Linked DNA regions of Mus musculus: regions 2, 3, 4 and 5 are each linked to region 1. The links are chromatin contacts, called in public Hi-C, HiChIP or PLAC-seq and promoter capture Hi-C maps. All regions are on one chromosome and are shown on one strand. Each heading gives the region's core, a stretch centred on a gene start, on an enhancer-like site or on the middle of the called end of the contact. The rest is flanking DNA. Distances are from core to core; before and after follow the strand shown. Region 1 holds the start of Sstr1 (somatostatin receptor 1). Region 2 holds the start of Pnn (pinin). Region 3 holds the start of Foxa1 (forkhead box A1). Region 4 holds the start of Ttc6 (tetratricopeptide repeat domain 6). Region 5 has its middle 230 kb from the start of Gm40427.

Region 1 (5,585 bases), core at 1,238-3,737:
CATGTTAAGTATATCATTCAAGTGGGTTTGGTATAGATCCACTCTTCTGAAGCGCCATTGTTAAATGCTAAAATGCTTCCCTTGCCTCAGAAGAAACTTCAAGTGGTCCCTCTCCAGCTCCTTCTCCCTCTAGCCACTGATGATCATTAATCTACTTCCTGTCCCAATATGTCTGCCTTTTCTAGACTACTCAATATGAACTGAACCAAGTAACCGTTGCCCTTGGAGTTTTCAAACTGTCTTCTAAGTTCACCAATAGCATATTGTCAGTAATATTTTACTGATTGATGTACCATATTTTTGTTCACACATTCATCAACTGGTAGAAATTTGGGTTGTTTCTTTTCTTTATCTTCTCCCACCCCGATACCTGATTTCAGTTTTGAGGGGCAAAGGACAGAGGTGGAGATACTGGGTCACAGAGTTTGTGAAAGATCAAACTCGCTTGTAAAAGTAGGCCTTGTGATGGATGCTATGTCTACCAGCATGTATGAGTGATCAAGTGTTTCAAATGAGTGATCCTTGTTTACATTTATATTTTTTTCCTTTAAAAAAATTATAGCTGTCCTATTGTCAAGCTCTTTTATGAATAAATAGTCCATCATTAGAACCTCTTCACAATCAGGAACAGACACACTTGTCTGCTTTCCTTCATTCGTATGTAAAGTCGTAACTTAGTTGAAAGAAGTTTTTTCTTCTAAGATGAGTTGCAGAGTGAATTTAATGAAATTCTGACAACAAAGCTGCCTTTCATAAACTCCCACCCCCACCAATGATCAAACCCCAACCACCATGATCAAAGCCAATGCCTCTAAATAGTGACCTTTGAAAAACCAGCCCAGAAATGCAGCCAGGTGCCTTAAATCAGTGGTTGGCAAAGGCACTGAAATCTCATCAAGGGTTGGCTAGGAAAATATTCCTCTCAGAAAAATCTCAGTTTTGTTTTGTTTTTACCCCAATATACATTCCCTGCCTCCTCTATGTATGCTGTATTATTTATTTGCTATTTATTTATTTATTTTTATTTACTTATTTATTTATTTATTTATTGAAACATAACTCCCTCCCCTCCATTTCACATTCCACTTCAGGTAAGGTGGTTTGTTTAGGTAAAGCAATGCATTCCACAGCCCCAGTCCTATCAAATCTCCCCTTCTACTCAAACATTTTTTTCTCATGAATAATTCAGTGTCTGTTGTACGCACTCCGAGGGAGTCTGTGGTCATTGATTGCGATCTGACTGCTCTGCCGTCATGGACAGTACACGTGATTATTTCTCTCCAAGCACTGCTTCGTTTGAGAGACTGGAGCACCCATGTGTAGGCGGTTGCTGAGAGTAAACAACAAGCCATTAAGGTATAAGCGTTTTGCTTTTGATGCGGTGTCCAGATTTGCACATTCTAGATTGTCCGGTATGAACAGCTTCTGTAATTCTAGTTCCCAATGTGCCCCTCTTGGTGGAGATGTGAGAGGGAGACTGAGGAAGATAAGCAGTTGCAAGCAGCAAAGCTCGAGTGAGCACTGGACTGCAGCAGGCCAGTCTTCCTGGCCATGCTTCAGGCTAAGACTTGCAGGGATTTCCTGGAAGGAAACAGCATTCATGAAACGGAATAGGTGATTGAATCCTTTGACAGAAAGTGACTGTAAGGCCAAAGAGTCCCTAAGTTCGGAGTCCTGGGAACTCCAGGGTCCCTTAAATATCAACATCCATTCTTTCTCAAACAAAAGCCTGCAGTTCCTAGACTAGGGATGGGAATTGTAGGTTGAGGAGCTTTGGACCTGGGATCTTAATATCCATATCTTAATGGTTTCGGCACTTGGGACACAGAGGGGTCATACCTCAAGGCCCTAGTTTTCCTTAGGGTTCCATGGAGGAAAGCTTGAATGCCTTGCCACTGATCCCAGGCTTCCATCAGTTGCTCAGCCAGCCACTCATAGATTAAGAGTTGGCACACCTGCCTGTTCAGGCCTTGGCGCTCTCCACTTCCATCCCCCCACCCCGCCAACTCTCCAGGGTACAAAGTACAGCCTGGACGCGCGGGCACAGCTGTTCCAAGCCGCGCAGCCTAATCTTTCCCTAGTGAACACCTACATGGATTTCCAATACGGCGCCAGGCAGGTTCCTGGGGCAGTGCCAGCCTCATCCTGAGCTCTCTGCCCCTCATCCTGATTTCTGCTGTTGATATTCCTAGGGGAGGTGGATGGGGCTCAGAGAACTACATGCTTTGTTAGAGAGTCGCAATGGTTCACTCAGTTCCCCTGAACACTCCCTGCTGCAGAGTGGAGGGCTACGGATGTTGTAACTCAGCATCCCTTAACACACCACTGTGGTCCTTCGTGCTCATACCGCTATTGGCTTAGGTCTAGTTTCCACCGCTTAGTGTTTGCGTGGGCACTTGTGCAGCGGCCAGCCCCAAAGGCAGTTGGACCTTGCAAAGAACGTCAGAGCGCCGCCAGACCTTACAAGCACTTTGCAAGGGCCATCTGGAGACATCATTGACTTGGGGATCTGAAGGCCTGAAATCTCCAGGTACAGGTTTAAAGAACTGGCAAGCAGGAAAGGAGGTAGGTGTTCAGGGTCCTGTCCTGGAGAGTGGCTTAGGGACAGGTGGAGTCGCCCCCATCACCAGAAGAGAGCAGCAGCAGAAAGAAATGAAGAACTCCAGACATAAATGTCTGGGGTTTGCTTCAGTCTTTACTTAGAGTAGGAGTCGGGTGGAAAGGGGCAGAATCTACATTCTTGACTGGCACCTACCCATTTGAAATGTAGAGAAACTCCTCAGGTCTGTCCTAGGAATGCCTGAAGATGCTGTGAGAGAAATCTGAAGCAATCTTTGAGTTGAGCTTAGAGGGGACTAGAAATGGGGGGGAGCGATGACGGTGGGGGAATAAACCACCTATGTGCCCCCCCCCGCCTGCTTTTTCGTAGCTGCTGACGCGATGGTGCCGCTTATTAATCATTCATCAGTCCAGAGCCTTTCCACTTAATGGATGTGCCGCGCTGGGCTCTAGCCTCTTGGCCTCTCCTCTCCACTCTCCAGTGTGCCCAGGACCCCCGGAGCTGCAAGAGAGACAGCGCTCAAGCAAGCTGCCGCTGGGTGATGCTCCCGGCGGCCTCAGTCGGAGCCGCGCTCGCCACAGCTGCTGCGCTCTGCCGGGTGGCGCCAGGCGGCGGTGAGCTGTGAGCTTGGAGCCTTGAGCCTAGGGAGGGCGCAGACAGCAAGGGCGCAAGGTGAGCGCCCCAGCCGGCAGCCGCACCGGCCCACTTCAGCTGGGATGTTCCCCAATGGCACCGCCTCCTCTCCCTCCTCTTCTCCAAGCCCCAGCCCAGGCAGCTGCGGGGAAGGAGCCTGCAGCAGGGGTCCGGGGTCCGGCGCTGCGGACGGCATGGAAGAGCCTGGACGAAACGCTTCCCAGAATGGGACCTTAAGCGAGGGACAGGGTAGCGCCATTCTCATCTCTTTCATCTACTCCGTGGTATGCTTGGTGGGACTGTGTGGGAACTCTATGGTCATCTATGTGATCCTGCGCTACGCCAAGATGAAGACCGCTACCAACATCTACATTCTAAACCTGGCTATTGCTGATGAGCTGCTCATGCTCAGCGTGCCCTTTCTGGTCACTTCCACGCTGTTGCGCCACTGGCCCTTCGGCGCGCTACTTTGCCGCCTGGTGCTCAGCGTGGATGCGGTCAACATGTTCACCAGCATCTACTGTCTGACTGTGCTTAGTGTGGACCGCTATGTGGCTGTGGTGCACCCGATCAAGGCAGCGCGCTACCGTCGGCCCACTGTGGCCAAAGTAGTGAACCTGGGCGTGTGGGTCCTGTCATTACTGGTTATCTTGCCCATCGTGGTCTTCTCACGCACCGCAGCCAACAGCGATGGCACGGTAGCCTGCAACATGCTCATGCCCGAGCCCGCCCAGCGCTGGTTGGTGGGCTTCGTCTTATACACATTTCTCATGGGCTTCCTGCTGCCTGTCGGGGCCATTTGCCTGTGTTATGTGCTCATCATTGCCAAGATGCGCATGGTGGCCCTCAAGGCTGGCTGGCAGCAGCGCAAGCGCTCAGAGCGCAAGATCACTCTAATGGTGATGATGGTGGTGATGGTTTTTGTCATCTGCTGGATGCCTTTCTACGTGGTACAGCTGGTCAACGTGTTCGCCGAGCAAGACGACGCCACCGTGAGCCAGTTGTCTGTCATCCTGGGCTATGCCAACAGCTGTGCCAACCCCATCCTCTACGGCTTCCTGTCGGACAACTTCAAGCGCTCTTTCCAGCGCATCCTGTGCCTCAGCTGGATGGATAACGCTGCGGAGGAACCAGTCGACTACTATGCCACTGCCCTGAAGAGTCGAGCCTACAGCGTGGAGGACTTCCAGCCCGAGAATCTGGAGTCTGGAGGCGTTTTCCGTAATGGCACCTGCGCTTCCAGGATCAGCACGCTTTGAGGCCGGGCACTGCCGGGAGGGGGGGAGTGGTCAGAAAGATGGAGCTGGGAAGCGGGTGGGAGGGAATGGTAACCCGACACCAGGTGCTGAAGTCATAGTGCATGACAGCGATGCAGCGCGCCTGGTTAGCTGGACCAAAGAAAGCTGTGTGACTAAGGTAAAAGGGAGAGATTTATGGATTAACTGTGACTGCTTTCGGGGCATCTGGTAGTCTGAGCAACTCTGTTCTCCAAACCCGATAATTTGCATCCTCCCTCCCAGTTCTACTAGTACAAACTGCAAACTTAATGTCGCCAACTCATTTCTGCTTCTTTAAGCTGAGCCAAGGTTACCATCATGTGTTTCCTTTGGGCTGAGTCCGTCCCCCCCCCCCCCCCCCCGCCCCTGCGCTGAACCCTGTTCCGCTGCGCAGGTCAGCGGGCCAGACTCTTTTCAGAGTGGCTACAAGACAGTCCCTAATCACCGCTCTCCTTTCGCAGAGCCTTACTGTCAAGGAAGCCCAGCTCGAGGATGTCTAGGCAACTTGTCTTTTCTACTCTCAGAGAAGGAAGGCACATTTTCCCTTGGGCCCTTCCTCTGCTCCACTCCATCCCGAGCAGAGCTAGGCGCTTAAGAAAAAGTTCTGTGCCCTGATCTCCAGTCTTGGTATAGTACCACACATATGCTTCTTTGGAGCAAAAAAAAAAAAAAAAAGGAGCTAAGAGGGAGCAGAAGGGCAAGTTTGTAAGATTCCTGGGTTGTGGGTGTAGATACCATAGAAACCACTCTCCCACAGAGCTCAGGACCTGAGCACTAAGCTCAAAAGTCCCAGCTAGGGGAGCTCCCCGCTGGTGAATAGCTTAGGCACCCAGGTGGGTGAACCTGAATTGCAAAGCACTTCCTCTTGGAGTCCTCCCTAGCATAACAAAAGATTGGGTTGCCTGCACCAGTACAAGTTCGGAGTCCAGCTCACGCTCCAGTGACAAATCGCCGAGCCTCTGCCAAAGCTGGGTGGGCTGCTTCAGCTTGTCTGATCCCTAAAGTTTTCTGCCTTTCAAACGGTGCCTAATAAGTTATTTCTTGTTCGACATATTTATTTATTTATTTGTGGTGTTGAAAAAAAAAAAGTGTACTTCCACTTTCTTTTTCTGTAT
Region 2 (5,585 bases), core at 1,371-3,870, 860 kb after region 1:
CTACTGTTATAAATTGTAATGTTAATATCTGTGTTTTCCAATAGTCTTAGGCAACCCCCGTGAAAGGTTGAGAACCACTGCTCTAAAGTCTACAGAAGTAAGAAATATCCTTTATTCTGTAGGTTGCCGTAGGACCTCCTATCCCAGCTTCCTCAATGGTAATGAAAGGAAGAAAGAAAGAAAGGAAGAAAGAAAGAAAGAAAGAAAGAAAGAAAGAAAGAAAGAAAGAAAGGAAGAAAGGAAGAAAGAAAGAGAAAGGAAGAAAGAAAGAGAAAGAAAGAAAGAGAAGAAAAGAAAGAGAAGGATAAACTTTAAAGAACATAATCTGCCTAGGCACATCTCTCCAAGGAACTTGGAATCATTGTTTAAAACTACCACTACATGGATTTGCTTGTTTTCCTAATAATCCCTTCTAATATTTAAATTCATTTATGTCGTTCGTCATATAAAGGAAACCTAAACATTCCACTTAAAAGCCACGCATGCTGGTATGGGTGTGGACTCGCAGAAGTTGGGGAACAAAAGCAGAGACTTTCAGCCGTGAAGGGACAGATGTAAGGCACTGACCCACTATCACTCACAGCAGCCTGGAGGAGTTTCATAATCTTTTAAAAATATTTATTTTTAATTATTTTATGTGCATGAGTATTTCACCTGCACGTGTATATATGTACTCTTCGTGTGTCTGCTCGCCATGAAAGCGAGAAGAGGTTATCGGGTTCCCCTGACTGGAGCTATCGGTGGTTGTAAGCTGCCCTGAGGGCGATAGGAACCACACTCAGGCCCTCTTGGAAAACAGCCAGTTAGATTAACCACTGGGTCATCTCTCCAATGCCAAACATTTATTTTATTCCTGAGTGTGTGTGTGTGTGTGTGTGTGTGTGTGTGATATGTATTATAAATATATAAATAGATGGGAGGGGACACCTGGGTTCAGTTCCCAGCATCAACATTAACCTTGTCTGTAACTCCAGTTCCAGTGATCCCACCCCCCACTTCTGGTCTCTAAGGGCATCATGCATACATGCATGTAGTTGCACAGATAAACATGAGGGCAAAATACCCATACATGCAAAATAATAGTAAAATTTAAAAGATCCTATCTTTTATGTATAGATAACTCAGTGAAACCTTGTTTACAATTAGAATTAAATAATTTTTAGACTTAATTGCTTTTTACCAAAGAAAAAATCTTGGTTTTCTATATTGCTTCCTGCTAATATGCTATACACCTTCAAGCTTCTTCAAAGATATTTCCTGTCACCCTCTCCTTTTCTCCCTTTCTCTCTCTCCCTCTCCCCCTCCCCACCCTTCTCTCTGAGGGGGAGTAAGTATTTCCAGACAGGATTCTCTGGCTGTCCTGGAACTAGCTCTGTAAACCAGGCTAATCCACCTGCCTCAACCTGTCATGTGCTGGGATTAAAAGGCATGTTACCACCTGACTTTTCTCTTCTTCTTCTTCTTCTTCTTCTTCTTCTTCTTCTTCTTCTTCTTCTTCTTCTTCTTCTTCTATTTCTTCTTCTTCTTCTCCTCCTCCTCCTCCTCCTCCTCCTCCTCCTTCTCCTCCTTCTCCTCCTCCCCTTCCCCCCTTCTTCTTTTTGGTTTTGGTTTTATTCAAGACTGGGTTTTTCTGTGTATCCTTGGCTGTCATGGTATTCGTTTTGTAGATAACAGGTGCTGTTAACATTGATAAGATAATGAAATTCTTCCTCACCTATCCAGTTATGAGCCTCCACACAAATAGCATACAGGATAAGACCAAGTTACTGTTACTAAAAACAAAACAAAAATTCTTGTTCCTTTTCAGGGAGAAAACTTGTAAGGATTTGACCTTTGCATTTGTGTAACATTTTTCCGAACTAAAACGTGTACCTCTATGTCAAGTACAAAACCAGCGTCCATATTGGCATTGTGGGTAGGGCAAAGTGGAATCCAGAAAATACACACAGGAAACCACTGGCAACTTCTCCAGACCCTCTATTATACCCGCAGGCATTAGGCCCTGCTGGAAACAACTTTGCTCAGGATCAGAATATAAATTGCCTCTTCATCGAGATCTGACGACCTGTTGGACCTAGGTCCGCAGCCTCAATTTCCTTATCATTAAGCACCATCTCATTCAAGTTTCTAGTTTTTAACGACTAAGGCACGCAAAGCGATTCTCAGTGTCCACAATAACTATTAGCTGTTAGGATGAAGACTCCTGGTGGTTCAGTTCACTAATGGAAGACAGCCTGCGCCTCCCTGCACTCTGGGCATGCGCAACAGCCATTATTTGCCATGCCCTTTTCTGATTAAACCTCTTGGGGAAGGAAAAAAAGGATGTATAGCCTCTTCCGTCCCATGGGAAGAGTTTAGGCGCACTATGAAGTCAGCGACATGTCAAGTTTAAGAGGATGCCTTTGCAGACCCCCGAGATTGGATCTATCACACCGACGTAATCCCTCCCCGCTCTGCGCAAGCAGCGGAGCGCAACCACGGCAGGCGGCGAGGGGAGGAGCTGAGTGACTTGCCGGCTTCTCATTGGTCCAGAATCACGGATCGACAAGCTTCTTCCCCTTCCGGTCCTCGGGTGGTCCAGGCCCGAGAAGAAGCCCGCGATCATTGGCTGGGGCCGGCTGTCAGTCCTTCCGCGTGGAGCGGCGGGCGCGGTGCGGCGCTGCGCGGCCTGGAGAGCGGTCGCGAAGCCTGCTGCAGAGAGAAGATGGCGGTCGCCGTGAGAGCTTTGCAGGAGCAGCTAGAGAAGGCCAAAGAGAGCCTCAAGAATGTGGACGAGAATATCCGCAAGCTCACCGGGCGGGACCCGAATGATGTGAGGTACGGATCGGACGGAACCCCAGAGGTTGGCGAGGTCCGGGGCCTCGGGGCCGGGCGCACCCGGGACAGAGGGCAACCGGCCGCTTGTGGGCCGACTGGGGTCAAGGGGCCCGTTTCCCGGGCGGCGGGCGAGCCCTCTGCTCGGCTAGGCGGGGAGACGCCATGCCTGCGCCTAGGGCACTGGGTGCGAGTGCTTGCGAATGGAAGGAAGGCCCGCCCGGCTGCCCGGCGTGGTTTCCGCGCCCCCGGGAAGGCCGAGACCACGGCTTCCCGCCCTTGGCGCTGCAGGCCCGGAACTGCAGTACAAAGCCCCTTTCCACCCCTGCGGCTCCGAACCCTTGTCAAGTCGGAGACCCCCGGGGGAAGCAGTGGCTGCCTCTCCCTGCTGGCTTGGGTGTCCTTCCCTTGAGGTTGGCAGATAGGACCTGACCCAGACTTATTAATATGTAGCAGTCTCGAGATACATATATTTTCGTAACGGTGGTCTTGGGGAAGCAAGAAAGAGGATTTTAATGTTTGGTTTCGAAGAAGTGGATCTGAAACGGTCATTTTAGAATTATTTGTGTTCATTTCTACGTAGTGTGTACCTTAGTGTGTGGAAGTATATGAAGCCCTCTCATGTGTCTGCATAGGACTTTTACACTGATTATAATTCTTTTTTAGGCCCATCCAAGCCAGATTGCTGGCCCTTTCTGGTCCTGGTGGAGGTAGAGGACGAGGTAGCTTATTGCTAAGGTAAGGAGATGATAACTGCCTTGTTTCTAATAAATGTATTGCAAAAGTAGAGGTTGGAGAATATTAGAACAGTTTCATATGCACTACACTTGGGAGGCAGAGGCAGGCGGATTTCTGAATTCAAGGCCAGCCTGGTCTACAAAGTTACAAAGTGAGTTCCAGGACAGCCAGGGCTATACAGAGAAACCCTGACTGGGGGGTGGGGGTGGGGGGGGGACAGTTTCATATAAACTTAACTGTTTTTAAGTTCTGTTAAGGCTTTTGACATCTAAGAATGTAATTGGTGGTAGGGTGTTGTTCATGTAATTGTTTGCTTAAGTTTGCTTCACTTGTGTTTTTCTTCTTTATGAAATCAACTAAATTCTCTAGTCGACTAGAAATACCAGTTTCTGCTAATGTTTCTCGAGCTTTAGGTTGGATGTTTCTCATTGCAGGCGTGGATTCTCAGATAGTGGAGGAGGACCCCCAGCCAAACAAAGAGACCTGGAAGGGGCAGTCAGTAGGTATGGTTTCAAAAGATGTCTGGAGAGTCAGTACCCATCTTGTTTTCTGGGACACTACAGATATTTCTATGTCATTGGGATTGATTTGAACTGGGCTAGCCCAGTTTACAGAACTCAGTGGGATTAGAAGTAACACGTTCTGTTTTGTACTTTAAAAAACACCAAGAAACGTTTGGATATGAGAAGAGAGCAAAGCTTGGTTTGGAGCATCTTGCTTCCACCCCTCCCCCACCCCCCATAAGAAAGTGGTAAATGCGATATAAACTCAGTAGAATATGCCTTCTGGAGATGAGCATTTGAACACCCATTCACCTTTGATTGATTATGCATTTGATTCCATAGTGGTCATTTCAATTCTTTCTCCCGTGCTAGGCTGGGTGGGGAGCGTCGGACAAGAAGAGAATCACGCCAGGAGAGCGACCCAGAAGACGATGATGTTAAAAAGGTATTGAAATTAAATATTAGAGGATGAACACAACTCTTAGTGTGCTTTGAAAAGCATGATAGCCCAGAACAAGAAATCATTGATCCTTTCTTCTCTCTTACAGCCAGCACTGCAATCTTCCGTTGTAGCTACCTCCAAAGAGCGCACGCGCAGAGACCTTATCCAGGATCAAAACATGGATGAGAAGGGGAAGCAAAGGTGCCTGCTCGGCGCCAGGGGGAGGGGGTGGAAGGCTCGCACTCAGCAGACGAGACGCTTGCTTACAGGACCTCTCAGACAGGGCATGCACACGTTCATTTTCCTCTTATGTTTCTTAGGAACCGACGAATATTTGGCTTGTTGATGGGCACTCTTCAGAAATTTAAACAAGAATCTACTGTTGCTACTGAACGGGTATTGGTGCCTTTTTTTTTAACTTTTTCTCTTCCTTGCTTTACCTCATTTACTCATTACCAAAGAGGAGATTAATGTTATACAGTGCAGGTAAGGGTGACTCAACAGAGACCTGCCTTCTTTGCTTCTGGGTACTGGAATTAAAGGTATTAGCCACCATACCTGGCTTTATAGTAGGTTTTTGCCTTTACTTGATGTGACTGGGTGTAGCATATATATATATGTCTGTACACCCTATGTGTACAGTGCCTTTGGAGGACAGAAGGGAGCCCAGGTTTTTTTTGTTGTTGTTGTTGTTTATTTGTTTGTTTGTTTATTTTGGTTTTGAGACAGGGTTTCTCTGTGTAGCCCTGGCTGTCCTGGAACTCACTCTGTAGACCAGGCTGGCCTCGAACTCAGAACTCTGCCTGCCTCTGCCTCCCGAGTGCTGGGATTAAAGGCGTGCGCCACCATGCCTGGCTTGGATTTTTTTAAAATTACATTTATGCCGGGTAGTGTTTTCAGTAAAATGCCTACCATGCAAATATGAGGGACCCGAGTTCCATCCCCAGAGCCCATGAAATCTAGAAGTGGTAGTCGGCACTTGTATGTTGGTAAGGTGGAGACAGATGGATTCCTAGAGCTCAGCAAAGGCCTAATACAGTGAGCCATCTTGAAAACCTAGGCTAAATTGTATTAAGGAAGCTTTTATG
Region 3 (5,585 bases), core at 2,153-4,652, 670 kb before region 1:
AGCCCTTGCCTGGCTTGTCCGGGGATCGTGCCACCTTGACGAAACAATCGTTGAAGGACAGCGAGTGGCGGATGGAGTTCTGCCAGCGCTGCTGGTTCTGGCGGTAATAGGGGAAGAGGTCCATGATCCACTGGTAGATCTCGCTCAGCGTGAGCATCTTGCTGGGCGCCTGCTGGATGGCCATCGTGATGAGCGAGATGTAGGAGTAAGGCGGCTTGGCGTGAGGGTAGCTGCGCTTGAATGTCTTGGCGTCGCCGCCGCCCCCCGCGCGGCTGCGGCCCAGGTTGGACGGCGCGTACGCCATGGGACTCATGCACGGGTTCATGGCGGCGGCGTAGGGACCCAGGCCGTTCATGGAGGTGGCGGGCTGCGCGCCCATGGAGCCCATGCCTCCCGGGCTCAGCGCCGTACCCATGGCCGTGACGCCCGCCGCAGTCATGCTGTTCATGGCGCCTGCAGAGGCCCCTGGCATGCCAGCCACAGCACCGGGACTCAGGCCGGCCCCTAAGCCCGTGTTGGCGTAGGACATGTTGAAGGAAGCCGGGGTCATGTTGCCGCTCGTGGTCATGGTGTTCATGGTCATGTAGGTGTTCATGGAGTTCATAGAGCCCAGGCCGGAGTTCATGTTGCTGACAGGGACAGAGGAGTAGGCCTGGAGCGGAGACAGCGAGGGAAGAGGCCCCGAAGGGCGGGGTTAGTAGTGTGCCCCAGAGTTTGGCTGGCCCAGGGTGAGCCCGGGGCGAGCTAACAGCATTTCTGCAAAGCTCCGGAACTCCCCAGCCAGGGCAAACTGTTAGGCGCCTTTTCCTGACCACGCAAAGATGGCTTACATAGCGGGGGCGTGGGGGAGAATCCTAGCGCTGCAAGCAGGAAAGATTAATGCTCACAGAAAATATGTCCCCGGGAAGATGCATAATCGCCTTACAAGCCTGGATCAGGGGCTGGCTTTTAAGGTCCCTTCATTTCATCCACGGCAGGCTAGATCCAAGGATCCAATCCCAGACCAGCCTAGACAACTTGCCTTTTGGCCCGGTCAATTTTGAAATTCCGAAAATAGAATTTATGTCGGAGCCCCTGCTTCTTCACTTCACCCACACAGGCCTGCTTGAGTGATCAACCGGGTACCAGCTAGACACCCACCCTGTGGAGGGCTGGCAGGCACCGCTGATCGCACATCGGGATGCATCGTGCTGGCTGCTGTTAAACTCTCACCCATATTGGCCTATTTGTCAATATGACCCTCCCTCCGTCCCAATTACTCATCTCCCAGCAACTGGCTTTGTCTTAAGAGTTGGTGCCAAAGATGACTTTCTGTTATTATATTTAGAAATGTTTTCCACCTACTTGTAACAATGATAGTATTTTAAAAAAGAAGCAAACTTATCAGTTAAATAAAGTTCTGGGAAAAAAAATAAAATGAAAAAAAAAAAAAAGCTGCACACCAGAACAACGCGGTGCATACAATTAACTTTAGCGTGACTTTGCATGTATAGCTCTTCACGCTATACAAAACCTCGCGTTAATTCTGTTACCTGTTTGTAGTCCTCTGGCAATTGAAAACTTTGGTAACACAATTCACACACACACACACACACACACACACACACACACACACACACACACACACACCCTGTAACCGATAGTTGCTGCTGCTCACACCAAAGCCTAGGCTTTAGAGCTATAGTTCGGACCAACTTAAAATTCCCAAGTGAAACTCTACTTGCTTTCTCTTAATGCTATTCTGCTTCCTAATTCTCAGCTTTGAGATGTAAGAAAGCTCTTTCTATGGGGGTCTTCTCTGGTGGGCCGAGGTGATTGCATCAAAATTAAACTCCTGAAAGTGGTCTGAGCGCCTACTAAAAGTTATCGGTAAGCGAAATCTCCATCCGTAGCAGTCGAGATAATAACTAGGTGGCTAAAAAACAAGAGTCCTGACGTATAACTGCTTATTTGGTAATCTAACAGAAAATATTGACGTCCTTAAATTTATGTTCATCAGCAAATGTAACTCCATGTGAAACTATAAGAGATGAATAGATTTCAAAAAGAAGACTCAAAAAAGAGATGGTTCCCAAAGAAACACAGAAACGAATAAATAAATCGCCGCGAAGGTCTTTTCGGACTCTGTACTTTTCTGTACAGATCTTAAAGTACTTTGGGATTTATTTCTAGTCCTCTCTCCAAGATCGCACGAGGCTTTCTCGGTAAGCGCTTTCGATAACGGTAATTACACTTTTGAAGGTAATCGGCAGCTGTTTCTAGAAAATACTTTCAATAGGTAGTGGCCCTGCCTGTACCTGATTCTCCTCGCAATGCTTTTGTGCACAATGTAAAATAAACCCAGTGAACATGCCACCAAGGGGACAATGAAGAGAAACAGGTTCTTGGCCCCGAGTTCTGGAAAAAGATTCTGTTCGCACTAGCGCCACCCAGCGGTCCTAGAGACGAACGAATAGACACTTTTCTACAAATGGCTTTTGAAGAATTAAGTTTTATAAAATTTAGAAATCATTCTTTACGAAAAACTCCAACTTCTGCAACAGATCATTTTTATCCAAAGACGTCGGCTAATTACATGGTGTGACCGAGAGGCCTCCCGGTAAGCGAGCACCGACTCTCTCAGTTATTCTTTACTCAAGCCAGAGCCCGCCTGCCCGCCCGCGGCTCCCGGGGCTGGGCTCCAGCCCCGGCTCTCTAGCGGGCAAAGACAAGTGCTTCCCTTCCGGAGCCCGTGTTTTCAAAGCCCAGAGTTTCCCAAAACTCTCCGCTGGTTGCAAGCGCCAGGACCCAGCGGGCAGCGGGCTGATCGAGAGGTCGGGTGGGGGCCACACTGGAAGCCGCGCCTCGGGCGAGCCGCCCCCACCCCGCCCGCCCCAGTCCGGGCAGGAGCCCACCTCGCCTGAGTCTCCCCGGACACCGACTCTGGGGACGCCCCACCGCCTCCCCGCCTCTCACCTCCTGCGTGTCCGCGTAGTAGCTGTTCCAGTCGTTGCTCTCATGCCCTTCCATCTTCACAGTCCCTAACATCCTGGAGCCAGCCCGGCCGACACAACCATCCAACCCTGTGCGGAGCGACGGGCGGGTGCGCTGCTCGGGGCGGGGGAGGGGCGCGGAGCCGCTGCGGTCACCGGAGCGCTCGAGGGCCCAGCGCCACCCGGGCGAGGAGGAAGCCCGGCGCTGCGGGGCGCGGCGTGCGCGGCGGCGGCGGCGCGGCGCGGCGGGAGGGGGCAGCGCCGGGGACAGGAGGCGGCCGCGGAGCGCGGCGCCCGGCAGCGCCTCCGCGGGAAGTGAGCGGGCGGCCTGTGCGAAGCGAGTGCAGTTGAGCTGATGTGGATCTTACGTCGCCGGAGTGCCCACCTCCTCGTCCTCTCCCCATTTGTCCGCCGCACAAAGACGCTCGCACCTACAAAGCCCGAGGTGCACCTGTGAGGCGGCCGCCCGCCAGTCCAGCCGCCGCGCCTCCCGCCCCGCCGCGCCAGCGCCGCGCGCCCCCCGCGCCCCTCCCGCCATCCCCTCCCCCAAACCTGGCCCTCACTTTGTTTACAAAGCAGTATAATTGGTTTAAGCCTCGCGGCTAGGGAAAGAGGAAAATAGGGCGGGTGTGTGTGTGACCCCCTTTGGAAAAGGAAAAAAAGAGAAAGAAAAGAAAAGGAAAAAAAAGAAGAAAAGGAAAAATAGGCGGTGCCTTGGAGGACAGGCCAGGGCTCTGGACCCAAAGAGCTGTGCTGCGGGAGAAGGACCTGGGTGGTGGCATCAGAGCTACAGCGCAAGGATCGTGCTCGCTGAATGACCCCGAGTTCCCTCCTAGAGGTGCTCACCACCCCCTGGACCTTACTACGACTCCGCTCTTGGTCCACTTGGCTCCTTTGCTCCCCTCATCCTGATTCTTGACCCAAAGTTCAACCCTGGAAGACTACCCCTACTTCCCGGCCTTCGGGGCTTGGAGAGGGGAAAAGCCCCACTTTTGCCTCGTCACTAGAAACCCAGTCATCTGAGTCAGCCGAGCAAAGTGACGTTAGGCCGACCTGGGCTCCTGGCGAGCAGAACGGAGGCGCTGCCACGAAACTCGTACCTGCGGCTAAGAGCAGGTGAGTCACAGCACCGTTTTATATTTTTATGACATAACTTTTTTTTTCCGCCTCAGTCCACTCCACTCCCCTTGTCAACTGCAGCGATCAGAAAGAGGAAGAAACTGCGCGCAGATGTTTGTGTGATAAGGCAGGCGGATCCTAGTCAAGCCTGCCTCTCTGCCGGGCTCCTCCTCCTCCTCCTCCCCCCCTTCTACAGCCTCTGGGACCAAGCTAGAGGCGACCGTCTGGTTTCTGATAGAGAAAGGTCAGGGGGAGGGGACATCTTCCTAAACACCGGCATAAACTGGGAGTGTATGGGCCTGGGTGCTGGAACGCATCTGCCACGCTAAATGAGGTGCCAGCCTGAAGCTGGAGTCAGCCCACAGAGGTGCCTGGTCGTCTCTGAGCTGGAAGAGCAGGGCTAGGCTATCAGACTCTCAAAAGGTCCTGGGTAGATGGGGAAAATTCTCCCCCACTCAAAGTCTCTCGCTTTCTTCCAGTTCTTCATAGTTAGTGGCTTGCCCTCGTATCCAGCGGAAAGAGACTAACCAAAGAGATTAGGCTAGACAGAGTGTGTGATAGGTTTGGAGAAGGTGCTTACCCCCCCCCCCATTGACTGCAAGTGTTCGTGAAAATGTATACTACCTCGTGCATTTCGAAGTAAGTGTGACTGTGCGGCCCTTCCTGTGTGTTGCTCCAGTCTGTAGGTATACTAGATTTCCATTAGAAACAATCAAGTTAACTTTAAAGTCACCAAGAGACTAAAATATTCTTGGTTTGCAAAGCTTTTTTTTTAAGGTAATTAATCTCATGTGAAGGAATGTGTTTTCACTTGTCTTCCAAATAGATTACCCCCCCCCCAACACACACACACTCCGTGCTTTGTTCTTTTAAATCTTTCTTCCCTGAAATCTGGCAAGAGAATCAGGTTAAATCCTTGAACCAAATAAATCTCTTAGATCAGTAGGAGAGCAGAGAAGGTGAAGATGTGTAGTTAAGGAAATAAAAAAAAAGATAAAAGCATTGGATTACAATTCCTTTTTGAACAAAAAGTGTGTGTGTGTGTGTGTGTGTGTGTGTGTGTGTGTGTGTGTGTGTGTGTAGACATCACATTATAAGCAAAGGAATGAGAGTGAAATTAAATCCGCCTGGAACACAACAGAGCAGACAACTCTCCCCAACTGCAATTTGCCCCTGTGACTAGAAGTCACTCCCATCGGCTGTGTAAATGTACCTGTGGATATATGTCAGAAACTAATTCTTTTTGCAAAGTTCCCACCGACAGCAGGATCTCCGTTTCATTTGTAAAACGCGGGGATGCGTGGCTTCCTCAGTCTGGTCCTGGGGACTTCCAGCAGGGCCGAGAAGCTTCCTTGTTCCTGCATGGTTGATTGTCTGATGTCCTCTTGGCTTTTCTACAGCAGCAGCTAGCATGACTTGGACGGTTCCTGTGGGTAGTAACAACTTAGCAATATATATATATATATAGTGTATAACAAGTTGATGACTTTTGGG
Region 4 (5,585 bases), core at 2,140-4,639, 650 kb before region 1:
CTTGCTCTGCCTCTAACCTATAGATGAGATATAAATTCTCAGCTATTTCTCCAGTGCCATGCCTGTCTGCCTGCTGCCATGCTCCTCACCATGGTGGTCATAGCCTCACCCTCTGAAACTCTAAGCAAGCCCTCAAGTAAATACTTTCTTTTATACATTGCCTTGATCTTTTCAGTAATATAAAAGTAACTATGACAGAATAACTCTCCTACCTTTCTGTCCATCTTTCTTTTGCTAAAAATGGACTTGGAATAGACATTCCAAGCACAGGACCAGCTAAGGACCTCCAGTGAAACTTGTGTCTCTTTGAACATCAGTGCCTTACTTATTAAATGATAATAATAGTACTTAGCTCATGGACTGTGTTTTCCTCACCGTCTGACCACCTGAATACTTGTGAGGCGTGGATACCGAGATGGTAAGCACAGAAAGGTGCTTTGCTGTTGCCCTAAAGGAGCTACTTCCATGCCCACAGTGAAGTCATCCTCATAGAGCATTCCCAGGGCATTTGGACTTATGTGACCAGTGTGATGGAGCCTCAGGGATGCTGAGCCATTTTCTGCAGAGTCCTTTCCATTTGTGAGCATTAAGCAATCATTTTGAATGTGTCCTGTGAGGGAGCAAAACAAACCTGCAAGGTAAAATTATTATCCCATCGTAGAGGTGAGGATGAAGAAACACACAGCCTACTTAGAGGTTTCTCTCCCAAGTCCTGGGAATGCCAAAGAACACTTGCATGATTGGGCTGTCTCTGGGCTCGACTCACATAGTTGTAGTGGTAGAAGATTCTTCTCAAAATTTGGGGTAGCCTCCTTCCAGGGTCTGGGACTTCATCAAGGATCTTTAGAAGTGCTCATCTGTGATTGGGTTACTTCACTCAGGATGATATCCTCCAGATGCATCCATTTGCCTAAGAATTTCATGAATTCATTGTTGTTAATTGCTGAGTAGTACTCCATTGTGTAAATGTACCACTCACTGATAAGTGGGTATTATTAGCCCAGAAACTTAGAATATCCAATATACAATTTGCAAAACACAAGAAACTCAAGAAGAAGGAAGACCAAAGTGTGGATACTTCGTTCCTTCTTAGAATAGGGAACAAAATACCCATGGAAGGAGACAAAGTTCGGAGCTTAGAAGGAAGGAAAACCAGCCAGAGACTGCCCCACCCAAAGATCCATCCCATATACAACCACCAAACCCAGACACTATTGCATATGCCAGAAAGATTTTTCTGACAGGACCCTGACATAGCTCTCTCTTGTGAGTCTATGCAAGTGCCTAGCAAATACAGAAGTAGATGCTCACAGTCATCTATTGGATGGAACACAGGGCCTCTAATGAAGGAGCTAGAGAAAGTAGCTAAAAGGGTATGCAACCTTATAGGAGGAACAACAATATGAACTAACCAGTACACCCCAGAGCTCGTGTCTCTAGCTGCATATGTAGCAGAAGATGGCCTAGTTGGCCATCACTGGGAAGAGAGGCCTCTTGGTTTTGCAAACTTTATATGCCCCAGTACAGGGGAACGCCAGGGCCAAGAAGTGGGAGTGGGAGGGTAGGGAAGCAGGGTGGGGGGGGGAGGGTATAGAGGACTTTTGGGATAGCATTTGAAATGTGAATGAAGAAAATAGCTAATAAAAATTGAAAAAAAAGTAAGTGAAGAATTCAGAATATGAAGCTTATTTAACCCCCCACCCCCACCTCACCCCCACCCCACCCCACCTCTCCCCAAGGCTCCCTAAGCTTCTGCTCACTTGTTTGAAGTCACTTTCTCTCTCCCAAGACGACCACTGTTTTAGGGATTCTATTGCCATGATGAAACACCACAACTAAAGCAACCTGGGAGGAAAGGGTTCATTTGGTTTACTCTTCCACATCACTGATCATCATAAAAGGAAGTCAGGACTGGAGCTCAAACAGGACAGAAACCTGGGGTCAGGAGCTGATGTAGAAGCCATGGAGGGGTGCTGCTTACTGCCCTGCTCATCCTGGCTTGTTCAGCCTTCTTTCTTATAGGACCCAGGACCATCAGCCCAAGTGCCACCCTCCCACATCAAACACTAATTAAGAAAATGCCCTAGGGACTGGAGAGATGGCTCAGCGGTTAAGAGCACTGACTGCTCTTCCAGAGGTCCCGAGTTCAATTCCCAGCAACCATATGGTGGCTTACAACCATCTATAATGGAATCTGATGCCCTCTTCTGGTGTGTCTGAAGATAGCTATAGTGTACTCACATAACATAAAATAAAATAAATAAATGTTAAAAAAGAAAATGCTAGATAATGCTATATAACTTATAAGAAAGAAAAAAAGAAAAAGAAAAAGCCCTACAGGCTGCAACCAGACCTATCTCTTGGAGGCATTTCTCAACTGAGCCTTTCTCCTCTCCAGTGCCTCTAGCTTGTGTCAGGTAGACATAAAACAAGCCAGCACAGTGATTATGCAGGCTTACGTGGAGGCTACGTTTTTTGTGGTTATTTGTAATATGTCAACTGAGTGTGCTTTGTAAGTGTCTGTTTAGGCTATTCTGGAATTTGAGCTCTATATAATGGACTCAGATAACACGGGGCAGTCTGTCTAGCTTCTTTGCCCCCACATTGCATGTGTGAGAGATTCTGTGTTGATGTCCCCAGTGTGGAACTTGATTCATTTCCTTTGTATAATCTGTTAAGATTTATGACCACACATTTTGTGAATTTTGCTTTTAATGAACATTTGGGTTGTTTTCAATTTTTAGCCAGATAGATAAAATGGCTAAGTTTTTTTTTTAATTCAAATATAAATGGTAACAATTTGCACTTTTCCTAAAAAAATGTATATATTCTGTATGTGTCTGTTGCTGTACTTAGCAAAACTGGTGAATATTAAGTATGTGTATATTCAACTTTAATAGATAAGGTCCATTGTTTCTTAGATCATATCAGAAAAAGCTGAATATTGCAGAATTTAAGCTTATTCTCTATGTCCTGGAAACTTGAATCTCATGCCTCAGAGTTCAAATTTCTCTATAGGCGAGTTCACGGTGATCAATGTGGCAGTACACTCACAGGTAATACAGACACACTCCTTTAGAAACAAATGATTGTATGTCTGTATAAGGAAAGGTGTTATAAATGGCTCATTAAGCTAGGCGGTTGGCCATTCTGGGAAAAACAGCTGTTGTAGGTGATGTATGACCAGGTTTCCTCTTGGGACCCGTTTCCACCATCCATTGAACTGAGACCTCTCATGAAGGGTTTAAGCTGCTGGAACCAGGGCCTGGAACTGATTTCTGGACACTAAGCCTTAGGCAATCCACTGTGACAGGGGTTGGGAGTGGACCATGTGCGGAGCTCAAGTGTTGGAACCTCTTCGAGGCGAGGCTCGTTGCTAAGCAACAAGGGAGCCGGGCCTTTCTTTCCCCATTTAGCTGGTAGAGCTGCCTGGGCCTCCTTGGGTGTTGGCAGTCTCTGGGTTATCTGGTCCTTCATCATCAGCTAGGGGAAGTTCTGGCCTTCCTGAACCAGCCAGGTAAGCAGAAGCTGTGGACAGGGTGCAGTAAATTCCTTTGGACTCTGGCAAGACTCTGATAATTGGCTGAGCTAGTGTTCCCACTTTCTTATCCACTTTGGTGGGTTCCAGTTTCACAAAAGTCGTGTCAAATCCGGGGTTGGCGCGTGATGGAGGCAGGAGTAGTTGATGGGCTTCTGTAGACTATAAGCTTGAGCTAAAGGAACATTTCTTTGGGTGAAACGGGCATGGACTGAAGAGGCCCCAGAGAACTTCCAGTAGAGGATGACTAGGCTTCGGGCCGGGGGCGGGGTGGGGGAGCAGGGGGATCGTGAAAAGGCGGGGTGGGGGTGGGGGATAGATGGAAACGAAGGTGAGGAGTTAAGATACCTGCGAAAAAGCTCAGAGTGCAGGGAATTAATGTCACCCGCTGACAGTCTCAGCCACCCTGAGCCAGGAGAGCTTGTTTTGAACAAACCTTAACTACAATTAGGCGAGAATGTGCAATGGAGTATAGCTAATTTCAGAATAGAGAACTGTTGGTCTTGAGTTTGGGAGTAAAGGAGATATTATGGAGCTTACTCTAAGGGTTCTTTGCTACTGAAGACTTCAGACAAAGTAAATCTTTTTGCAGATTTGTGTTAAGATGAACTTAAGGAATAGTCTTTTTTTTTTTTTTTTAGTATTCATATCTAAATATTTACAATTTGCTCTTTTCCTGTTTACACCTTTGAGTAGTGGCAAGATTTATAAGCACAAAGGTACAATCTACCTACTGAGGAGTCCACACAGGTATATTCACCTTTAGAACAATAGCTACAATCTGAATTTCCGACCCTTTCTGCTCACTCTGCCGTCCATCCACACCTGACTCTCCCCTCTAGCTCCGGCAGCCACTGAGTTCTGCTGTGTGACATTACAGAGGCAACTGTGTGCTCTAGAGTCTTAAGGAGACAGTATGTTCACTTTTGTCTGGCTTCATTTACTCAGGATGGTGGCTTGCCAAAGCCCTTTCCCCAGTTATCTAGTGTACTGTAGCAATGTGGGTTTTGTTACTTTGTGTTTGTGTTTAAGACAGGGTCTCACTATATAGCCTGGACTAACCTGACTGTGACCCCCTGTCTTTGTCTCCTAAGGGCAGGCTTCATAGGCATGTTCTGTCATGCTTGGCCCTGTAGTAAGTTTTGAAACCGGATACTGTAAATTGTCTAGATTTGTCTTCCCTTTTGAAATTATTTGGATGATTTTAGGACATTTGAACATATCGTAGAATTAGCTTGTTATTTCTGTTAAAAATGTCTGCTGGGGATTTATTTTTTTTTTTTTTTATTTTTTATTTTTTTTTTTTTTGCTATTCATAGATTAAAAGCCAACATAGTCTGCTACAATCTCCAGAGAATAAATGGGAAAGTTTGGTAAGTGCTGTCAGAATAGGTGGCTGACAGCCACACATTTCTAGCTTAGTATCAAAGCAAAGTAGAAACTGCTGCAAAGCAGAAAGGAAAAAGAAATCTGGAGTCCTTTCTGGAGGGGTTGGTATGGTCTAGGGAGTTCTCCTCTCCCAGAGACAGGAAGTGACCAGGCTACAGACAAATTCAGAAATTCTCTACTCTATTCTCAGTAATAGACATTTTAAAAGGAGGAAGGAAAAGAAAACAGAGGGAAAAGGGGAGACAGTTTGAGCTGAAATGAAAAAACTCTCTCCCAGCATTCTGCCTGAATAGCAACAAATGCCATGAAAAGCAATCAAGCAAACAAACAGAGACACAGTGAGAAACTATTGTCACAAATCCATATTGGTCCCAGGCCCCCAGTGCACCGCACTCTTAGGAAACTCAGAACAAATGTCACTATTATATGCTAAAACCTGACCAGAATACCTCTGCATTATGGGGAAGAAACTGTGCAGCTTTCAGTGAGGCAGAAACCTGGATGGAAACAACATTGTTCGGAGAACATAGATACGGGTTCCCACTAGTGCACCTGACACCAGGAAGGCTTGCCCAGTGGGTATGAAATAATGGTACAGATTTCCACTTTACATCTGTAAAGAAAGATAGTGCTAGTGTTTGTGACCCAGTCTTGCAAA
Region 5 (5,585 bases), core at 1,946-4,445, 530 kb after region 1:
ATAACCAGAAAATAAAAATGGGAATACATCCAAGTCCTTTGGCTGTGTATCTATCCCTTAATTTTTCTACTTTTTACCAAGTAGCCAAATTTACTGTCCCTTCTTCTGAAACCAAGGGCATATACTGCTCACCTCCTACTCAGATTGCTAACTCACCTGCTTAGTCATAGAGTTGATGAAGCTGTAACGTTCTTGCCTTACATTCCTATTCCTCAAAATCTCCTTCAAAGTCCAAAGATTTAATTGCTTAGCTCTAGATTCTGATTGCCCTGTGTTTTACATCCTGAGTGCAGAAATGTATTCCCTCATCTGACTCAATTCAAGTTCTCTGTAGTCAGGGTCCCAGCTCGGGGGCCACTTGCATGACCTACTTAGCTTTAAAATTGATCTGACTGAGAAAACAGGGAATGAAGAAATGACAGACACATATACAAAAAACTAGAATCTGGTAGGCCATGAGTTCTGATGGAGATCCACCAGTAGCAACCCAGAAACTCAGCATGTTTATTATATACAACAATAATGTGCAGAGGGAGAGGAGGAGGAGGAGGAGGAGGGAGAAGTGAGGGGAGGAGAAGGGAAGGGGGAGAAGGAATGGGTTGCTATCTCAGTAGGGTGTGAGCAGTCTCAGGTTGCAGTCCTCTGGGATAAAAAAGCTACAGTTAACGATTTCTGCACAGGCTGCTTTTAGCTAAAGATAAAAATGTTTGTCGGTGCCCTTACTTGGACCAGGATAAAGATAGTGCCATTTCCTTGAGCTTGACATAGGAAGGTCTTCTCATTTCCATGGAGCTGAGACATTGGATCCTTGACATGGCCATATTCATGTCCCTAGAGCACATCCAATCAACATTTCTTCTATTCCCTACAGACAGCTTCCAGGAGGCATAAGCATTTATTCCCTACTGTACTCCAGAAAGCAGAATCCTCCCTGCTTTGAGAGCACCAGGACTCCTAGTGAGAGCTGAATAAATGTGCCACTATTTCCAAACTTCACAGTGTTTGGTTTCAGGGAATTCTAGAAAATGACACTCCTGGAATGGATATTATTTCCCTTAGGAAAGCCATTGTTTCCCATGCCTTTGAGAAACAAATATCCATAAACAACCAAATATGACAGGGCTTGCTTGTAAACCTAGGTAAAGCACTGCACACTCCTAGAATCACTTCGGATGGCTGAAGCTCAGGAGGGTGGAATACACCACAGCAGCATGTGAATTATGCCCATTCATGCTAACCCACCAGGACCTAAAGCCTACACCTGTGTAAAAACTGGCAAGTTTGGGTTTCATACAAAAAAAAATCAATTTAGAATACTAAAATTGTTTTTGTTTGTTTTCTATAATGTGAACAGCTTTATTCAAATTATTCAATATTAGAGCAATATTTCAACACTAAGTGACAATTAATTCATCCTCATCATCTGTGTTTCTACTCAAAAAAACATGTAGAGAAAAGATATTCTGATTCCTGCATACCTTCAATTGTAAAAGGCCCTGTGAAGAACCCAGAGATATTACTTAAAGACAGTTCTGTTGACTCAAGTGTTTGTCAAAATCTGTGCTTTGACCTAGTCTGATGACCTGTGTTTTGCCACATTAGAACTGCATGCTATCTTCCAGCCACAGGTTCATTAGTGTTCATGATATTCAGATAGTTTTCAAAGTATTTTACACATAGAAATCTGTTTAATTCTCACACATCAATTAGGAACATGCAATTTTTATTGCTGGTTTTAAAGAGACCTGGGAGCAGGAAACTAGAAAGTACTACAGGGTAGAATGGACCCAGAGCCCTAGCTGGATCACAACAGTGGGCTATATTTGCTGTCAGTTCTACTGGAGGGGAGGAGGCACCATAGAGCTGCTTAAATGTATCAGAGAAGGAAAAGATAAATTCTGAGAAGGAGACATGCTGCAAAAACGAAATGAGTAATATCTAACTGTCCAAGTCCTCAAAGATGATCTGCCCAATGTCTCTGTCTCTGCTACAAAAACAGCATTGTCTTATATTCTGGTCTCATATCAGAGTAAGTATGTGGTGATGGAAGCCAAGAGGTGGTATACATTTACTCAAAAAAAATGGAAAAAAATGTAACAGCATAATGTCCCAAGGCCATCACATAATATCTATGCTACTATGTTGAAAATAACTAGCCTAGAGTACTAGCCTGGTCTACATTTCTGGCAGACATAGGGATTACTCAGAAGTGATAAACATCTCATTGCACCCTTTTTCTGCCCACCTACTTCAACACATTTGCCTTATTTGATTTAGATTTGGGAAACCTGAGAAGAATTTGATGGAGAAGGCCTGGTAGAAAAGAGAGGAGCCAGTTAGGTGACAATGATTCCACCCAATCTCATGGGCTTCTGACTCCTTAGGGAAAGGATAGAGACTTTGTAAGTCTCTGGGACACAGTTAGCTGTACTGGGAATCCAACTAAGTGTGGTCCAGAGATGGCAAAGATGGCTGTCTTAGTCAGGGTTTCTATTCCTGAACAAAACATCATGACCAGGAAGCAAGTTGGGGAGGAAAGGGTTTATTCGGCTTACACTTCCATACTGCTGTTCATCACCAAGGAAGAAAGGGCTGGAACTCAAGTAGGTCAGGAAGCAGGAGCTGATGCAGAGGCCATGAAGGGATGTTCTTTACTGGCTTGCTTCCTCTGGCTTGCTCAGCCTGCTCTCTTATAGAACCAAGACTACCAGTCCAGAGATGGCACCACCCACAAGAGGCCTTTTCCCCTTGATCACTAATTGAGAAAATGCCTTACAGCTGGATCTTGTGGAGGCATTTCCCCAACTAAAGCTCCTCTCTCTGTGCTAACTCCAGCTGTGTCAAGTTGACACAAAACTAGCCAGTACAAGCATACTCACATGGGAATGGAGATAGCATTTGTCATTCACGACTGAATGGTCAGCTTTAGGAAACTACTAATATATGGCACATACTTTATCATAATTAACAATATGCACTTGGTAAATATAAGAACTAATGGTGCAGACTAACCTTATGTGCACAGGGAGTACACATGACTCCAGTAGGAGTGAATGCTTTAATGTGTGAAGTCCAGGTTGACCTCTGATTTGGGTGTAGAATTGGCATAAAAATGCATGAGTGTGTTTTCTTTTTTAGATGATTTTCTCCAACACAGAGAAGAGCCATTATCAGTTGCTATTTTTACACCAAAGAGCGATGAAATTTAGTTGCTTACTTCATATAGGCAAGAACAGTTGCTATGGAAACAATGAGTGCCAAACTTGATTGTACAAACTTAAAAAAAAAAAAAAAAAAAAAAACAGCAAATGATTCAGTGCTTGCTTCCTACTGCTGGGTATTTATACTTGGTGCCAGGGGGCTGATCCCCTTGCCTGGTGAAATCCCATTACAGCACTTTGGCATAATGACTTACCTTTCAGAATAACATGACCAACATATTTGGAAATAGACTAGTTATCTTATTTACAACTACTGTTTCAAGCACATTTTTTCCTCTGGGAGAATTTTTAAGGTATCAGTTTAACTCTGAGAGCCTAAGTTGTAAACTCCCTGTGAATGGCACAGTTGAGCAACTGATAAATTTCTCACACACAGGCTGCACCTATCATCCAAAGCCACAGATACAGAGATGTTCTGCACAATTTCATAGGCTGAATTAAGACTGAAGTGTTATTTACTTATATAGCCCTGCCTTGCCTAATAAAGGGCTCTAGAATGTTTTCAAAATACTGGTTAAAGCAAGCAAGAGAGGAATGAGATAAAAAGAAAGTATTAGGTATTGGGGGGAGTAAATACATTTTCAGCAGGAATAAAGTTACTTTTTAAAAATGTTTGCCAAGACATTGCTTTTCCTTTTAAACTTCTGAATCTGGGAAATGTGTGCTTCTGACCCACCTCTTAGGAAATCCAAAGGAGAAAGTTGTTATAATATGTGATAATCCTCAGAGTCCATGTGGCAAAACCAAACTTAGATTCCTAGAAACCACAAGCACTTACTGTCCTAGTTTGCTTCTCTGTTGTTGTGATAAAACACTGACCATAACCAACTTGTGGAGGAAAAAGTTTACTTCAACTTACAGGTTAGTCTACCACTGAGGAAAGCCAAGGCAAGAACTAGAGTAGAAACAATGGAGGAATGTGGGAACTAAAAAGGGGCCTAGGGGAAGAGGGGGGAGGGGGACCCATGTCAGGCCAGAGTTCCACCTATGCTCTGGACAGGCAGACGTGGGAGGGCTGCCAGATGCTTTCCATTCAGCCCAGGGTAGGCATCTAAGCCTCTGACCCACTTGACAGGGGCTGGACAAGGGGCAGCTCTGACCTGGGGGCCCCAGGGCCACACCCTGTAGCCCAGGGGTTATGGGAGAGAGGGCTGAGGGAAGAGAGGTTCCCACACAGGCAAGAGTCTATGCAGCTAAACAGAGATAGTCTATAGTTTTAGAGCTTTATTGTAGAAATGCAGGGGTAAAGAGAAAAGGGAGGGGGGACCAGAGAGAGAGAGAGAGAGAGAGAGAGATAAAGAGAAAGAGAGAGTAAAAGTAAGAGAGGAGAGGAGAGGAGAGGAGAGGAGAGGAGAGGAGAGGAGAGGAGAGGAGAGGAGAGGAGAGGGAGAGGGAGAGGGAGAGGGAGAGGGGGAGAGGGAGAGGAAGAGGGGGAGGGGGAGAGGGGGAGGGGGAGGGGGACAGGAGAGGGGGAGGGGAGGGGGACAGGAGAGGGGGACAGGAGAGGGGGAGGGGGACAGGAGGGGGGACGGGGAGGGAGAGGGAGAGGAAGAGGGAGAGGGAGAGGGAGAGGGAGAGAGCAAGAGAACAAAAGAGTGAGAGAGCAGGGAGGGGCCAAACAGCCCCTTTTAAAGTATGCTGCATCTTTTCTGTTTCTAGGAAAATGGGAAGGAGTATAGCCTAAAGGTCAGAAGCTTGGGCCATTGCCTATGTGACTTCTAGCCATGCTTCTCTTGTGGGGACTGGGGGGGGGGGGGGGGGGGCTGGTAACTTAGACAGGAGCCAGAGTTCCAGGAGCATGAGAGAACGTCCATCCCATGTAGGTTAATTACCACCGGGTCCTGGGGTTCAGCATCTCAGCTCGACTAGAGACCAGCCTGTAGGTGCATAGCCCAATGCCCCACAGAGGAATAGTGCTATAGGCTTTCTTTCCATGACTTGTACAGCCAGTTTCTTATACAGTCTAGGCCCACCTACCCTACGATGGCACCACCCACAGTGTGATGGGCACTTTCACATCAGTCAATAATCAAGAAATACCCCAGAGACATGCCTGCAGGCCAATCTGATAGAAGCAATTCTTCAGACTCGATCTTCTCAAGTGCAACTAAGTTTGTGTGAAATTTGTCAAGCAAACTATAATTCACGCTAATGAAGAAATGAGAGATGTCTGTCATATGGTTTCCACAAAAAGGACACTAAGGTGACAAAAGTTTAAATTGGTGAGCAACTATCTCGCCAAAGACCATTGTGTGGGTGGGGACTAGCTGATTATTAAAAAAGGCAGAATGTCTTATTCATCCAAGAAAAAGGAATTGATAGCTCAGAAAACTGCAAGGCAATTATAATAACAATTAGTAATTA

What was found. Promoter capture Hi-C pulls out the DNA fragments that hold promoters and counts their contacts. Hi-C and Micro-C count contacts between places; a contact is called where the count stands out from the background. HiChIP or PLAC-seq counts read pairs in DNA pulled down with a chosen protein or histone mark.
Region 2: a promoter capture Hi-C map of hippocampal neurons shows a contact between it and region 1, with 2.9 times the contacts expected there. The contact joins the promoter of Pnn here to the promoter of Sstr1 in region 1. A contact is called at or near these places in 3 of 39 promoter capture datasets (cranial neural crest, hippocampal neurons and second pharyngeal arch cranial neural crest).
Region 3: an H3K27ac HiChIP or PLAC-seq map of embryonic stem cells shows a contact between it and region 1, with 8 times the contacts expected there. The contact joins the promoter of Foxa1 here to the promoter of Sstr1 in region 1. A contact is called at or near these places in 8 of 39 promoter capture datasets (cranial neural crest, embryonic stem cells and liver), 22 of 484 Hi-C or Micro-C datasets (differentiating embryonic stem cells, embryonic stem cells, epiblasts and 1 more), 8 of 115 datasets of contacts at active chromatin or transcription factors (embryonic stem cells, forebrain and stem cell-derived neural progenitor cells) and 1 of 9 other capture datasets (embryonic stem cells).
Region 4: a contact with region 1 is called in a promoter capture Hi-C map of liver, with 2.5 times the contacts expected there. The contact joins the promoter of Ttc6 here to the promoter of Sstr1 in region 1. A contact is called at or near these places in 7 of 39 promoter capture datasets (embryonic stem cells, frontonasal cranial neural crest, hematopoietic stem and progenitor cells and 2 more), 5 of 484 Hi-C or Micro-C datasets (differentiating embryonic stem cells and embryonic stem cells), 3 of 115 datasets of contacts at active chromatin or transcription factors (embryonic stem cells and stem cell-derived neural progenitor cells) and 1 of 9 other capture datasets (embryonic stem cells).
Region 5: a Hi-C map of cortical neurons shows a contact between it and region 1, with 4 times the contacts expected there. The contact joins the enhancer-like site here to the promoter of Sstr1 in region 1. A contact is called at or near these places in 5 of 39 promoter capture datasets (the 3T3-L1 cell line, embryonic stem cells, hippocampal neurons and 2 more), 1 of 484 Hi-C or Micro-C datasets (cortical neurons), 2 of 115 datasets of contacts at active chromatin or transcription factors (embryonic forebrain and stem cell-derived neural progenitor cells) and 1 of 9 other capture datasets (embryonic stem cells).

Annotation. Positions count from the first base shown.
Region 1 is chr12:58,209,317-58,214,901 of GRCm38.p6, forward strand. Sstr1 (somatostatin receptor 1) reads left to right here and starts at 2,488. Exons shown (of 2, transcript NM_009216.3): 1 at 2,488-2,565; 2 at 2,930-5,585. The coding sequence starts at 3,277. The coding sequence ends at 4,452.
Region 2 is chr12:59,064,299-59,069,883 of GRCm38.p6, forward strand. Pnn (pinin) reads left to right here and starts at 2,621. Exons shown (of 9, transcript NM_008891.2): 1 at 2,621-2,817; 2 at 3,481-3,552; 3 at 3,987-4,055; 4 at 4,428-4,500; 5 at 4,604-4,698; 6 at 4,818-4,893. The coding sequence starts at 2,705.
Region 3 is chr12:57,542,709-57,548,293 of GRCm38.p6, forward strand. Foxa1 (forkhead box A1) reads right to left here and starts at 3,403. Exons shown (of 2, transcript NM_008259.4): 1 at 2,956-3,403; 2 at 1-652. The coding sequence starts at 3,027. It also overlaps a transcript of Ttc6 not described here.
Region 4 is chr12:57,560,726-57,566,310 of GRCm38.p6, forward strand. Ttc6 (tetratricopeptide repeat domain 6) reads left to right here and starts at 3,390. Exons shown (of 32, transcript NM_001312644.1): 1 at 3,390-3,517.
Region 5 is chr12:58,740,761-58,746,345 of GRCm38.p6, forward strand. No RefSeq gene overlaps it. Among named protein-coding and RNA genes, the nearest start is that of Gm40427, 230 kb to the left of the region's middle. Within about 2 kb of position 3,196, at least 7 of the 459 cell types and tissues checked have an H3K27ac peak or open chromatin away from gene starts, as enhancers often do. A contact at or near this core is called in cortical neurons, where this site is marked.